Linked DNA regions of Urocitellus parryii: regions 2 and 3 are each linked to region 1. Evidence: chromatin contacts called from public Hi-C data. All regions are on one chromosome and are shown on one strand. The core of a region is the stretch at or near the end of the contact, and the rest is flanking DNA. Distances in the headings are between cores, read along the strand shown.

Region 1 (4,660 bases), core at 1,415-3,914:
ATCATTGGGATTACAGGTGTGTGCCACCACACTGGCTAGGTGTGGACATTTCTAATGATGCCTGAACATAGCAACTGCCCAATAAAAATTAATCTCCCTTTTGAAATGCCTCCCTCAAAAAACCAGTGCAACTGCCACTGACAGATCATTTCAAGAAATATCAAGTCCCTATTATGTTTAGTATTAGCAGTTCTCAGTAACACTATTTGAACTTTCAATTGACTGAACTAATTCAAAGGTATACCCCCAATGTTAAAATGGGTCTCTGCTATACTCAGCAACACTCTCACCCTTATGGAAACATTTTTTGTTCTTTTATGGGTTTTTTGTGTGTGCGTCTGTGGGTTGTTTGTGTGTGTGTGTGTGTGTGTGTGTGTGTGTAGCTAGGGATCAAATCCAGGGTCCTTCACATGCTAGCCATGCTCTTTAAAACTGAGCTGTACATGATTCACAATTAAGAACAGCAGCAAGTTAAGAGGACAGAAGAGGCTTTACCACAAAGCTACATCCCTGGCCCTTTATTTTGAGACAGGGGTCTCACCAGGTTTCCCAGGCTGCCCTCAAATCTGCAATCCTCCAACTTCAGCTGAGGAGTCAGAGTCACTGGGATTATAGTTGTGCACCAGTACAAGATTTTGCAATTCTAACAAATTTCAAGATAATAAAAATGGTATTTATGCATGGGCCACACCCTGAGAATGGTGGGAGTATGGTGGGAGTTTTCAACTAGAGCTACAGATTAGAAACACCGGGAAAAGCTTTTAGCTGGGTATGGTGGCTAATGCCTGTAATCCCAGTGGCTCAGAAGGCTGAGGCACAAGGATTGCAAGTTCAAAGCCAGCCTCAGCAACTGGTGAGGCGCTAAGCAACTCAGTGAGAACCCTGTCTCTAAATAAAGTGCAAAAAATAGGGCCAGGATGTGGCTCAGTAGTTGAGTGCCCCTAAGTTCAATCCCTGGTACCAAAAAAAAAAAAAAAGCTTTTAGAAATCCTTACTCCACTGATGAAGTCAATATGCAAACATCATTAGCTTTCAAACCCTTCAATGTGCAGTCAAGGTTGAAAACTAAGTGTAAGAGTAGTCCTAGCACAGTTAACAAAGAAATACCACAAAGTAGAGATCCTCCAAATATCTCTAGTATTTCATCATCAGTCCTAATATAGTCTGAATAGTTCTAGTTCATTATTAATCTGTTACAATCCTTCTCTACTTTGCCAAAACTGATTTAAATACTCAAGGTTTAATACATGTTGTTATAATTGTATTATAGATGCCCATCCTTGCCTCCCACCCATACCTGGCTCTGAATGAATTTGGCTAAACCCACAGCTAAAGAGGGTCTGTTGGTTTGGATGAAGGGAGTTTAGGGGAAACAATTTATTTTTATTTTCTGTTTAAAAAATTAGAGGAAGCTTGTACTACTAGCAGATTCACAAGAGTCAAGCACTTCCTCTCACTGCTTTCAAGAAAAGAATGATAAGATAAAAAAGTGGCTCTAACAAACCAATAATTCAATTGCAGCCAAAATGTACCAGAGGAAATAACCTGGGTGATGGCTGACTTTGCAAACACAATATGATTGAAACAGATGAGACTCTCAACTGAGGATGATTTTACCCCAATATTATCAGAAGGTGTTTCTGGTTGTCACAAATGATGGATGGGGGTGGGTGCTTCTGTTATTTACTGGGCAGAGGCCAGTAGCATCATAGGTCACTGAACAGCAAGTTTGTCAGCCTAAAATCTCATAGTGCCAACGCTGAGAAATATGACAATAAAGACTGCTTCTTCAGGAACTGAAAATAAAGGTTTTTTCCAGAACAGTGAAGACTATTTTGGGCTGGATGCAGTTGCATAGGCCTATAATTCCAGCAGCTTGGGAATCTGAAAGCAACTGAGTGAGATCCTGTCTTAAAATATATAGAAAGGGCTGGGGACATGGCTCAGTGGTAAAGTGCCCCTGGATTCAACCTCTGATACCAAAAAAAAAAAAAAATTACTTTGGAACTCTTCCTTGATCTACTTCTACAGATGCCATGTAAAATAAAATAAGCCATCAGTTTTTGTCTTAAAAATAAGAATGTGAAATGTCCCTTTATCAGAACTAATGGAAATCTGAGGACTAGAGCTAAACATCTAGATGACAAATTGTTAACCAATGGCCTCTACCATGGGGCATGTTCACCCTAGGGTGAAGCAAGAATATCCATTGGGGTATGAGGAGAAAAACAGGATTTTTATATTTTTAATCATGAAAAAAAAAAAAAAAAGTTGCCTATGCTTTCATTTAGTCTTGGGTGTAGTCATGTGCCAAACATGATATGTGAATCCTGGGCGAAGGTTGGACGTTTGTTTGTTTGGAAGTCCTGATGGTGGTTCCTCATTTTCTAAACTGCACTCACACTTCTGGCCTGGCCATAGGTTGGATCAGCTGATGTTAGTTCACAGTCATGAGGGCACACAAGGGCTACACTGATTTGAGATTCCAGGCAGGAATAAAAGCTTCTAACCTTAAGCAGAAAAAAAAAAAAAAAAAAGATTAAATACTTCTCTGCCATCATCGCTCTGGGTGTTTGTGGCACAGCAAAACATACCTCATAAAAGCAATTAATATTATTTTATTAGAATAAATACGCGGAAACAGCGGCATTAAATACAGCTTTTAAAGTCTTAACTTTTACCACTTAATAGAAGCCTATGAAGTACTGCATTTTTTGAGATTCAGCACCAGGTGGCGCTCAAGCTTACTGAAAGATCAGCTCCAGAAAAGGCCCTGCAAAATCCAACTCGGATACCAGGCAACTCTATGTTTAGGCACTGCAAAATCCAGCTTTGATGCCAGGCGATTCCTAAGTCTCAATTTCCTTACCCATGATGTGCGGGTGGAAACCAACCCAATGGCCTTTCAACTCAGACCGCCTGTTTCTGACGACAAAGTGGTGAAGTTGAGGCAGACTTGCCACTGCGTTTACTGACACAGCAATCCTAAAGTCAGGCTGCGAAAGTGAGACAAAGGTCGGCAGGAGGCTGTATTCGGTGCAAAGTGGCTCGCACTACGTGGGCGACAGATTAAAGACTGTTTAACCACGTGGTGCCTTCATTACCGCGGAGAGTCCCCAAACTGGGTTATTCCAGCAAAAATCAATCAAGAAAATAAGCCCGGCTCCTTCTGAGGATACACATTAGCACTCTGGTGACGGGGCAGTACAGAATATAACACAAACTTATCCAAGTTCCACGTGCAAGGGACAAACAACTTCCGCCGGGTAATTCGGATCCCGGAGGCGCGGTCTAGCTGGTCACGTGGGGCCACGGAATGACGCCTCGCAGGACGTTCAGGTGGACGCTGCTCGCCACGTCACGTGGGTTGTTCCATCCAAGCCAGAGTGAAGGACTTCCATACGAGAAACAAACCAATTGCATTCGGTGTGGTAATCTGAAAATAAGGGAGCCGATTTTCTGCGCATGACCGTTTTCACCCTTTAGTACGGTCTCACTGAAGCTTCCATTGAACATCCCTGCTCCCCCCTAGAATTCCCGTTGGTCTCGCCCGCGCCCCGCCTCCGCTGCGGCTCGCCCCTCACGCCGCGGTCTGAAGCTCCCCACGTGACCCCAGCGCACTCCCGAGGGGGGCGAAGTCTTGGAGGCGGCGCCGCAGGGGACTGAGGGACCGACTGCGCGTTGTATGCTGCAGCTTTCTCCAGGACGCCACCGCAGAAGACACGATGTTCGGGTTCTCCAGCCGTCTGTTTTGGGCAGCCACCTGCCTGTTTGTGGTCTGCGTGCTGTCTGCGGAGAACTCGTCCGTGACTCCAACAGAGACTGAATCAAACTCTTCAGCAACCACCAAGGTGGCCCCGACGCCGGCGACGCCTGCCCCGCCGGTCACCACTCTAGGACCAGGTGAGCGCCAGCCCAGTGGGCTTCTCGCTTTCGTCTGCCCCGCGGAGTGAGCCCTCTCCGGGACGCACGGAGCCGGGGCCCGGCGGACAGCGCTCCGGGGGCGGCGGCGGCGACTTAGGCAACATGGCGGCCCGCCCAGGTCCGGTCGCGGTCGGGCGCGGTGTGGCCGGGCGGGTAGGGAACGCCCGGCGGGAAGGAGATCGGAGGGCCCCCGCGGCCGTTGGGCTGCTGTGATTCCCAAGCGTTGCAAGGAGAGGTGCTTTTTAAAAGTGCCTTGTAATCCCCATCCTTACCGTAGGCTCGGAAGAGGGGACGTGGCTTCCTTGCGCGGTGGCAACTGTGGGCTTAATGATGATGGGGCGAAGCGACGCGCCTCCGAAGTTGGCTGGGAGACCGAACTTCTCTTTCCTTGGAACTAGTCGTTTAACCCACCCCCACCAGGGCCTCTCTCCGTAGAGAGATTTGTCCAGAAATTGGTGAAAGGGGGAAGAGAAACTTAAAGGTTAATTAATAAGCGTTCATGTCTCAGACTTGGATCTGCGAAATTGTCTCCTGAAATTTCATCACCTTGATTTTGCAGATAGGTAGGAGACTTAGCTGAGATCTGACCGTGTAACTAATGTAAGTAGGAGATGTAGCTGAGATCTGAGAGAGTAACTTGTGAAAAGTTCACATTCCATACTACATGCAAAGGAAGAAAAGAACCCCACGAGTACTTCGTGTTTCGCATGGATGTCTTTTATTACTTAAGGCGAAG
Region 2 (4,660 bases), core at 1,074-3,573, 240 kb after region 1:
CAGGAGCCATCCATGAACTGTGTGTGAACTAAAATCGGGATGGAAGCATTTGGGTAGGAAATTCTGGTGTCTGGGAACTCACAGCAGCACTCCTGCTGGTGAGACTGCCCAATACATGTGAATTCCTATCCAGCACTGCCACAAGTTCCATACAGCAGGGGAGATGGGGTGACCTGCTAGAGCTACAGGGCCACACAGCCTCTCAGAGATGGGTGAGGCTTGTGAAGATGCCAATCAACCTGTTGACTGCAATTCACCATGAAGCAAGGGGAAGGGAAGCAAATTAAAACAATAATGGAATACTATTGCATATCTATCAGAGTGGCTAAAATCCAAAACACTGACAACACCAAATCCTGGAAAAGATGTGGAGCAACAGAAATTCCTAATCACTAAGGGTGGGACTACTCAATGGTACAGGTACTTAGGCAGTTATTCTTTTCTTTTTTGTGGAATTTGTGATTAAATCCAGGGCCTCAAGCATGCTAGGCAAGTGCTCTACTGCTGAGTCACACCCCCAGTCCCAGTTGAGCTTCTTAACAAACTGAACATAGGTGGGAGGTGGTGGCACATGCCTGTAACCCAGTGGTTCATGAGGCTGAGGCAGGAGGATCCCAGGTTGGAGGGCAGCCTTTGCAACTGAGACTCTGTCTCAAAAAAAATAAAAAAGGACTGGGAATGTGGCTTGGTGGTTAAGCACCTTAGGGTTCAATCCCCAGCACTGTCCAAAAAATAAAAATAAAAAACTACTATGAAGACCAAAATTGTACCTATAGTTAGATCTTCTGTCTCATCTGCAGACTCATTTATGCAACTGCTTCTTCCACGCGCCACTTGAATGTTTTAAATGTTTATCAAACTTAGCATGGCCAATCTGAATTATCAATTTCTCCCCTTAAACAAATATGCATACTATCCCATAACAATAAATGGCAATTCTTTCCTTCTAGTTGCTCAGGCTGTAACAAGGACTTACCCGACTTTTCACCTTTGCCTGCAAATGTCCTATGGGTGACCAAAAGCTGGATTAAAGACTAGGCATCACTGCCTTCATTTCAAGTCCTTCTCCCTTGCTCTGAGTCACCTTGGATTCTAGGAATAGCAGGTCTGATAGATAAACATCTTGTGATGAGTGGAAGTTATCCCCAGAAAGCCACCCCCCAGGCAACAACAAATTCCTTATCTCGGAGGAGACTCCTGCAGACCAAACCTGAGATGAAGATTTCCCTGACTTTCCAAGATGGGCTAAGCTATCTCCTTGTAGTCATTCCAGCAATATCAAACAGTACTGTAATTGTATATTTAAGCATTGGTTTTTCTAACAAGTTAAGACTGTGTCTTTTTCACTGTTGAATAATAGTAACTTTAAATTTTTAGAAATGCACCTATTCTGCCATGTGAAGAATTAAAATCTAATGTGGTTATCAGTCCACTGATAGGGGTAGGAAATGGCCTTTCAAACCTGAATTTTCTCAAGAATGACTTTTAAAAACAAAAAGAAATTTTAGAGAGAGAAATAGAAATGACTGAATTGCTTGAAGATAATAAATTTGGGGTATATTAGTAAGGTTTATATTTTTCTTGTCATATAGCATCCTTAAAGCCTGCAAGAGAATAGGAGGAACAGTGGAATGAATCTGACATAACTTTTCTATGTTCATATACGAATACACCAACAGTGAAACTCCATATCATGCACAACCACGAGAAATAGAATAAGCTGTACTTCATGTATGAGTAATATGTCAAAATACACTCTATTGTCATGTATATCTTAAAAATAAATTTCATTTTTTTTTAATCCTGCAAGAATTTACGTCTAGGAGTGCTGGGAGTCCTTTGCCCTTTAGTCTCATACAAAATGGACAGTTTGCTTTCAGAGCGCTGCTTGGGATTTCATTTGACCGAGCAAATAAAGCACAGAACATTCCTCCACTCAAAGGAAAACAAAGGTGCAAAATGCACAGTGATCCCTAATTAATCCTGCTCGTGAAAAGGTGGAAGCAGAGGCAGCAGAGCGAAGCACTTCACCTGTTCCCACAGCATCCTTCTAGCCTGGCCTTACTTGGGGTCTCTCCCACCAACCCTTGGGATCAATATCCCCAAATCCTCGCCTCACCGCAACTGTACTATTTATTTCCACGCAGTTCAATGGAAAGTCTCTGGAGTAAAGGCGGCAACCCTACCTAGATGGCTTCATCTCCAAAACTTTAGAGGAAGTAGAAGAAGGAAAATTCTATCAAAGGAAAGGTGAAGGCCGAACCTACAGTGCTTACCGGACGCCCGCTCTCGGTCAATTCCGTCCTCTCGAACCGTTGGTTGGCAAGCAGCTACACACAACGTCGCGATGGCCCCTGGGAGTTGTAGTTTCTGTCGTAAACAGAACGCGCCGGCAGCATCAAAACTGCATTTCCCAGCAGTCAATGCGAAGACGCCCTGCCTATTTAAATCTGGTTCGGTATAATAAAGAGGCTGACACTATTTTTTAGGCTATTCTTAAATTTAGTTTCAGTTTCTCCCATAGGTGCTGTAGTGCTTTTATTTGACGCGCTTGTCCCACGTAATAAACTCTCAGTGTACCCTCTTTCTTATTTTCCCTTCCCCTTCTCCAGACTAGCTACTCCAAACGCCTGGGAACGAAAAGCAATTGCCAGAACAAGCCGTGTGCCTTTGAGGGTGCACGCGCCCTACTCGCAGTCGCGCATGCGTAGAAACCCGCAGCGGTCGGCAGCCGCGCTCAGTGGACTGGGGGTCTGAAGGTAGCCTGCTAGAGGGCGGGGCTTTTTCCAATGGCTTTGCCTCTGCGGGTCGCGTCTGCCTGGGCGGGGAAGAAGGCGCTGGGGCCGGGGTGGCTCCGGGTTTGTGCCGGGCGGAGAAAGGGGAGGGGCTGAGGGGTAAGGACCCCATCTCCCCTCCTTGCTCCCGCCCTCTGGGCCGATCCCACCGATGGGGCTGGGCAAAGGGGCGGGCTCTGTGCCTCAGGCCCTTCAGCTCTGCCAACTCCGCCGCCCTGCCCGGTGCTTGAGGATTCCCGCGGCTGTACTGTGCCCTCTGGCTTGGCGGCGGCGGCGGGCTAGGGCACAGGGATAAGAGAAGAAGCGGCGTCTTCCAAGAGGTCCGGAGCCAACGGGGCCAGCGACGCTCTGTGTTGTCGCCGCCCGCCGAGACAGCGACTGCTGGAGACTGCGGTCCCCAGGAGCGCCCGACTCTTGGGCCGCACGGCTAAGGGCCAGGGTTCAGCTAGCCTCCCCTGCCGGCGCCTGTCCCGCAGCTGGGGCGCTGGAAGAGCTGAGGAGGGCGGGGACTTGTGTCGGAGGAGGGGCGTGGTGGGAACGCTGGGGGAAACCGGTGGCTGCACAGACAAAAAACCCGAATGGCTGGAGAGTGTTCAACTGTTACCAGCCTTTTGGGGCAGAGCACGGATTTGACAGCTCTACAACGTGAGGATATCCGCTGACTCCGCGAGACACAGAACACTTATTCGAGAATCCCGGTCCTGCAAGCCAGAGCTGTAAGATTGCAACTTTCCAAGTTTTTTTTTTTTTTTTTTTTCAATCTCTGAGCAGAAGACCGCCCTTTTTGGTAGAAGGAAAGGGTGATCGGTCTTGTAAATAGATTGACCGCACCAACTTAAAAGACACTTCTACTTCCAAATGTCACCCAGACGTGTTTTCGTGACGGGTCGATTTCCCTGAATTTATTCTTACATCTCTCACTTTAAAAATATAAAGTGCTTTTGGGGCATGCTGAAAAGTAACTGAAGACTGCAAAGGAAAAACTCCGATTGTCATGGCTGAAGGAGAGAATGAAGTGAGATGGGATGGACTGTGCAGTAGAGATTCAACTACTAGGGAGACAGCACTGGAAAACATTAGGCAAATCATTTTGAGAAAAACCGAATATCTTCGTTCCGTGAAAGAGACACCTTATCGTTCATCAGAAGCCGGGCTCCTAAATGCTGTTTCTTTGGATGGGTTGAATAAGCTACTTGCTCATCTGCTTATGCTTTCTAAGAGGTGTCCTTTTAAAGATGTAAGAGAGAAAAGTGAGTTTATTCTGAAGAGCGTTCAGGTAAGGGAGAGCATTATAAGTACCGCTTTACTATGAGATTTTACTTGGCAATTACATTGTGTTTGATTCACATATTAGGTTATTAGGAACTATGAATTGAACTCTACTTTAGGGACTTGTGTAAAACAATCAATTTGAGGCCACAGTGAAACAAGATAAACTAAAAACGATTTCCAAATATAAGTAAGCATGTATTCTTTTTCTACAGAGCTTTAGGCAAAAACTGCACTGCTTCTAGAAAAAAAAAAAACATGAAAGTTACAGTTAATTGCAAGACGTTTCTTTATGTTTCTTTTCGTGTTAAATGTAGCCAGTGTGCTTTTCATATTGTTAAGAGTTGTACGAGGAAAGTTTTACATTTAAAGATTTAAAGCCTCTAAAATGATAAAGGATATTAAATGTTTCCCAGTCAGCTTGTTCAAGATAATTGACGGAACAATTTTTTCTTGTACTAAAAAACAAACAAACAAATGCAAAGCAACTTTTTTTTAAAGGGGGCTATGTAAAACAATAAAAGATTGCTATAAAGAGGCAAATATCTTCAGGTTGAAAAATTGAACCCAGGGAAGGCATATGGTAGAAACAGTTT
Region 3 (4,660 bases), core at 1,450-3,949, 160 kb after region 1:
TCAGTGCCAGTTCCCTTTCTCTTCTAAAGTAAGAGATGTCCTTTGGTATTTGAACAGAGCTGCAGAAAGATTTATGCAACAGAGCTGTAATCACAGAAGTTGTAATCAGATTATAGCTGGGCCTTGATTAATCTGTAACTCTTCACAACTGCTCATTCTCAAATAAGTATATCATATTATAGTAGATTATGGAGGGCATGTACAGGCCACATTCTTGTGTCTTAGAATCTTTCTCTCACAGACCTGATATTGGCTAACCCTTTCCCCAGGGTAATTTCTCTCTCCTTTCCCCCCACACAAACATGGTCTGTCCTTCTAGTCATAATTTGCCTCACTATTTCTTACTCCAGAGTCCAGAGAGGGACATATGATAAGAATTTTTATTTCCCCTGCCTTTCTTCCTCCAGGAATATCTCTGCCTTAGTTCTTCCAGGAACTTTATCTCTAACAAGCAATGAGCTTTATCAAATCTCCCTCTTGCCCTAGTTGACACATAGCACTGGTATCTTGTAAAATTTTTTAAATGTTTTTTACTTTTGTGTTCTTGCTGAATTACCTGAGGGTGAAGTGACCTTAAATATCAAACAGGAAACACTCTAAGAATTATTGTATCCAAGTTTTTTGCCTCAGGAAGACTATTGATCTGTAGGATAAGCAGACTTAGAAGAAATGCCTGCTGGTGCAACCTGATGGACCCTGGTCAAGTCCTGCCATGATGAGCTGTTCTCATCAGGGACTCTCATGCAGGCAGCATAAGCTGCAGGTCCAGGTAAGCAGGTGGGGTCTGGTCAGCAAGAGCAGGGCTCTCCCTATCGGGTTTAAGATGCACCCCAAGGCTTAGCAACATTGAAACACCAGGGGACAGTAACCCTGATGCAGATGCCACTTTCTCAAGATGGGATGCTGTAGACATTGGCAAAGGAGCCACAGCAGGCAGTTCTGGAACACATGAAATGACCTAGAAATTTTGAGAGAGGTAGAAGCGGTGAAATTTAGGTTCCTATTCTTCATACGATCCTACTTGTCCTCACAGATAAGTTGTTTGTTGTTCCAGCACTGGGGATTCAACAAAAGGGTGCTCCCACAGACAAGTTTTTAAACTTCATGTTAGTTTGTACACTTGCCAGCAAGTGGTTCTGTGAAAAGAACAGGAGGTTGACAGGAGATTGGTCAACCGCATGAACCTAAGAAACTCATTTAGACACTTTGTGTCAAATTTCTCCCTCTGAAGCTGAGGGCATTGCCTCCCTTAACTTTCTCCTGGTACCTTGGCTTTGATGGGAAAAGAAAGAAGCAAACTCTGAAAGGGGCTTGAGAGTAAATATGTTAACAAATCAAAGGTGTAACTTGCATCTTGGCCACAGCCTCAAGGAGGTGGAGAGGCAGTGGCCAACCAGAAAGGAGATGGGCTACTCGACAGGGAAATCAGAAGAAAACTTTCTGGCCCTCTTGTCTCCTCATTTTTGGCAAACTGGGAGACTGGGCAGGGTCCCAGGCTTGGTTGCCCAACCCTCTCACTCAGATCACATCGTTCCTCTCAGTAAACCTCAAAGTGCCTGGGAGTGACCTAAAAGCAGCTAGTGATCCTAAGTGATGTGTACACTAACTCACAAATAGAGATTCACGCCTTCTTTCATCAAACGTTGTCCATTTACCATACAGCCATAAACTTATTCAATCAGCAAGCACATAAGAAACACAACCATTGCAAAGTCCAGGGCTTATGAGTTGAAATGAGGAAAAGAATGGGGGTCGGGGAGGAAGGAGAAGGTGGAGAAAAAGAAAGAAAGATGATTTTTTTTCAGTGCCCTGGGAGTAGTTATTGGGAGTGGATATTTCCATTTTCCTTGGACTCCGGAACATAGCACAGCACCTGGCAAAGAGCACCTAGAGAAGGTGCTCAGTCTTTGCTGGAATTAAGTTAGATTCTTACTAACAATCCTGGGTGGTTTGGGGGAGTAGAGAAATATGGGTACCCAGGATTTCTCATTGAAACTGATGAGAAGAGAGAAGACTTTCTTTCTCATAGAGGGTGTGGAAAGCTTTTATAAGAGAGGGGCATAGAGGGATGGAAGCCAGGGAATATAATCTGTAGATTTAGCTTGGCTGTGTCTATCTAGCCAGAGAGTCTTGGTCTAATTTCCTTGGTGACTGTCCCCAGCATGAGAAAGTTTTCCGGTCTCTGTAGGAGGACGTTCAGGAGCTATTTCATCTTCAGTGTGCCCTAAAAGGGCTTTCCCAAAGCCTTTACACTTGCCTAACTCTCTTGACATGTAAGTTGTAATAATACCAACATTTTATTTTTGCATATTAAAAACTTGGTTTTTTTTCTAGTTGTCAAAATGCTTTAACATGCATTATGTCATTTGATCCTCACAACCTAATAAAGGAGGAAAGATACACTTTTTTAAAATATGTTTTTAGTCTTTGATGGATCTTTATTTATTTATGTTTTATTTATATGCAGTGCTGAAATCAAACCCTGTGCCTCATACATGCTAGGCAAGTGCTCTACCACGGAGCCACAACCCCAGCCCTGGGTACATATTTTTTCTTTTATTTCATTTTTCAAATAAATAAACCAAATTTGAGAGAAATTGTGACTTACATGGGTCACAATCTTTCCATTTCCTCTTAACAACTGCAATAGCTTTAAAGACCTATCACAACACATACCAAGTAATAGTTCTTCAGAATCATCTTTCGAATGAAGCACTGATTCACCTGGTTACTGTCTCTTCCAATCTCCTCTCCATATTGCTCACCATCCACCTTGTGCTTACTCTAACCAACAGAGTTTTCATGTTGTTCCTTTTGATGAATTATAACAGAAACAAAAAAAATGTGAAGATCCAGGGCCCATGAGACTCTCCACTTAGAGACTGATCTGGCTACCCTGTTTAAAAGAATTTGATCGCTCTCATTGACAACATTTACCCTATAAAAGAACGCCTAATCCAACAGCATTTTGTAGAATTCATTATGAAATATTTAGCATTATTTCAGGTTTTAAATTTCTCATCAAAATCAAGATCAAACTCAGTTAAAATGTTATAAGATGAAATCTCTTTATGGAGTATGATTTCTACAATAGCTTCTGGAACTTTAGGATGGTAGTGTTCCTGAACATGTAGGAACATTTCCCCACTTTCTTCAGTGAGACACTGATTGTTCCCACCTGTCTTAACAAATCTAGAATGTAGGAAAACTTTAGGGGGAGCAGTAGGTTAGAAATGGGCAATTGGTCTATGTTTCTACCACCCTGAATGCTCATGATCCTGCCTGAGCTCAAAAGCTATGCAGGTCTGAGCCTGGTTAGTATTTGGCTGAAAGAAAGGGGTGCGGAAACTGCTGCTGCACGTCATTTGTCTGAGTTTGAGATCATGTCCATTGTCCAGGTTAAAAAAAAAAAAAAAAGAGTGGGGAGGACTGATGGAGATTATGGGGTAAGAGCGGGAGGTAAAGCCCTGAGGACCACACTTTCTCACTCCTACTATTTACCTGTAAGCTCGATGAGCTGCTCCCTGAAGGATCTCTTGTTCTTCTATTTCAGACTTCAGTTCACTCAATTGCACCTCCAGTTCCTTCTCCAATAGCTGGGTCCTCTCCGTGGAAGTGATCTTATAAATTTCATCCATGTTTTGCATTTGCTCTTTTTCCGTATCCCTGAAAAAGGAGGCATAAAGCTTGTGGCTGACTTCCCCAGCAACCATTATCCAGCCCGTGGGACTTTATCTGTCTCCAAGAAATAATGTCAACTTCATTAAAAAACATGCTTTTGCAATTTGAAGGAACATTCGGGTTAGACTGTTGTTATTTATAATTTATTACCATTATGTAAATAGTAGAGAAAAAGCAGGTTGGACTCTCCACTCACCAAAATCACCTGCTTAAAATTGGCAACTGTTAGGAGAAAACATAGGGTCAACACTCCATAGGATTGGTTGCAGGCACTGACTTCTTCAACAAGATCCCTAAAGCTCAAGAAATAAAACACGAATCAATAAGGGAGATGCTACCAAATTAAAAAGTTTCTGCACAGCAAAGGAAGTGATTGAGAGCATTGGTACCACCAGTGATGAGAACCAATCAGGGCCAAGTTCCATTTCCCCAGACGTGACAATGGAACACTGGAGACTCCGAGATAGGCACAGAAGGCAAGTTTTATTTGAAGGATAGAACAGAGACAGACTTCTTCCCAGAGAAGGGGTCCAGAGCTGGTATCCAAAGATGGATACCAGCTTTTATACATCTTAGATTTTCTTTGTTCTCATGCCCTTTCCCCCCCTTATCTTGCTTTTCTCTTCTCCCCATCTTGCTTACGTGACCAGTGGTCAGGAGATGAGCCAAAAGGTGAGAAGGAAGCCCTCCAGGTGTAACTTTCTACATCTGCTCAAACAGGCAGCCCTGGAGATGCTTGTTAACAGCTCTTTGGGAGGAACTGTTCCCCATAGGCAGGTCACCTTGGTAATGGGTGGAGGGGAAAGGGCTTTGGAAATGTCAGCTTTGGATTTTCTTTTCTTTCCTTTCCAACCAGCCCCCATCTTCCCCATCTAACCCAACTATTTATTAACTATATTGACGGCCATTTGTTCCCCAGCTTCAGCATGAAGACAGAACCTACAAAACAGAAGAAATTTTTTTTTTTTTACCAGTTACT

The links. A called contact is a pair of places that touch in the nucleus more often than the background predicts.
Region 2: a Hi-C map of muscle shows a contact between it and region 1, with 5 times the contacts expected there. The contact joins the promoter of Cep57l1 here to the promoter of Cd164 in region 1. A contact is called at or near these places in 2 of 2 Hi-C or Micro-C datasets (liver and muscle).
Region 3: a contact with region 1 is called in a Hi-C map of liver, with 10 times the contacts expected there. The contact joins the promoter of LOC113183360 here to the promoter of Cd164 in region 1. A contact is called at or near these places in 2 of 2 Hi-C or Micro-C datasets (liver and muscle).

Annotation. Positions count from the first base shown.
Region 1 is chr8:52,846,190-52,850,849 of mUroPar1.hap1, forward strand. Cd164 (CD164 molecule) reads left to right here and starts at 2,665. Exons shown (of 6, transcript XM_077801615.1): 1 at 2,665-3,903. The coding sequence starts at 3,726.
Region 2 is chr8:53,091,217-53,095,876 of mUroPar1.hap1, forward strand. Cep57l1 (centrosomal protein 57 like 1) reads right to left here and starts at 2,324. Exons shown (of 11, transcript XM_077801827.1): 1 at 2,277-2,324. It overlaps Sesn1 (sestrin 1), which reads left to right and starts at 2,892. Exons shown (of 10, transcript XM_026389613.2): 1 at 2,892-4,071. The coding sequence starts at 3,790.
Region 3 is chr8:53,007,470-53,012,129 of mUroPar1.hap1, forward strand. It overlaps LOC113183360, which reads right to left and starts at 2,700. Exons shown (of 45, transcript XM_077801484.1): 1 at 2,677-2,700. The coding sequence starts at 2,700.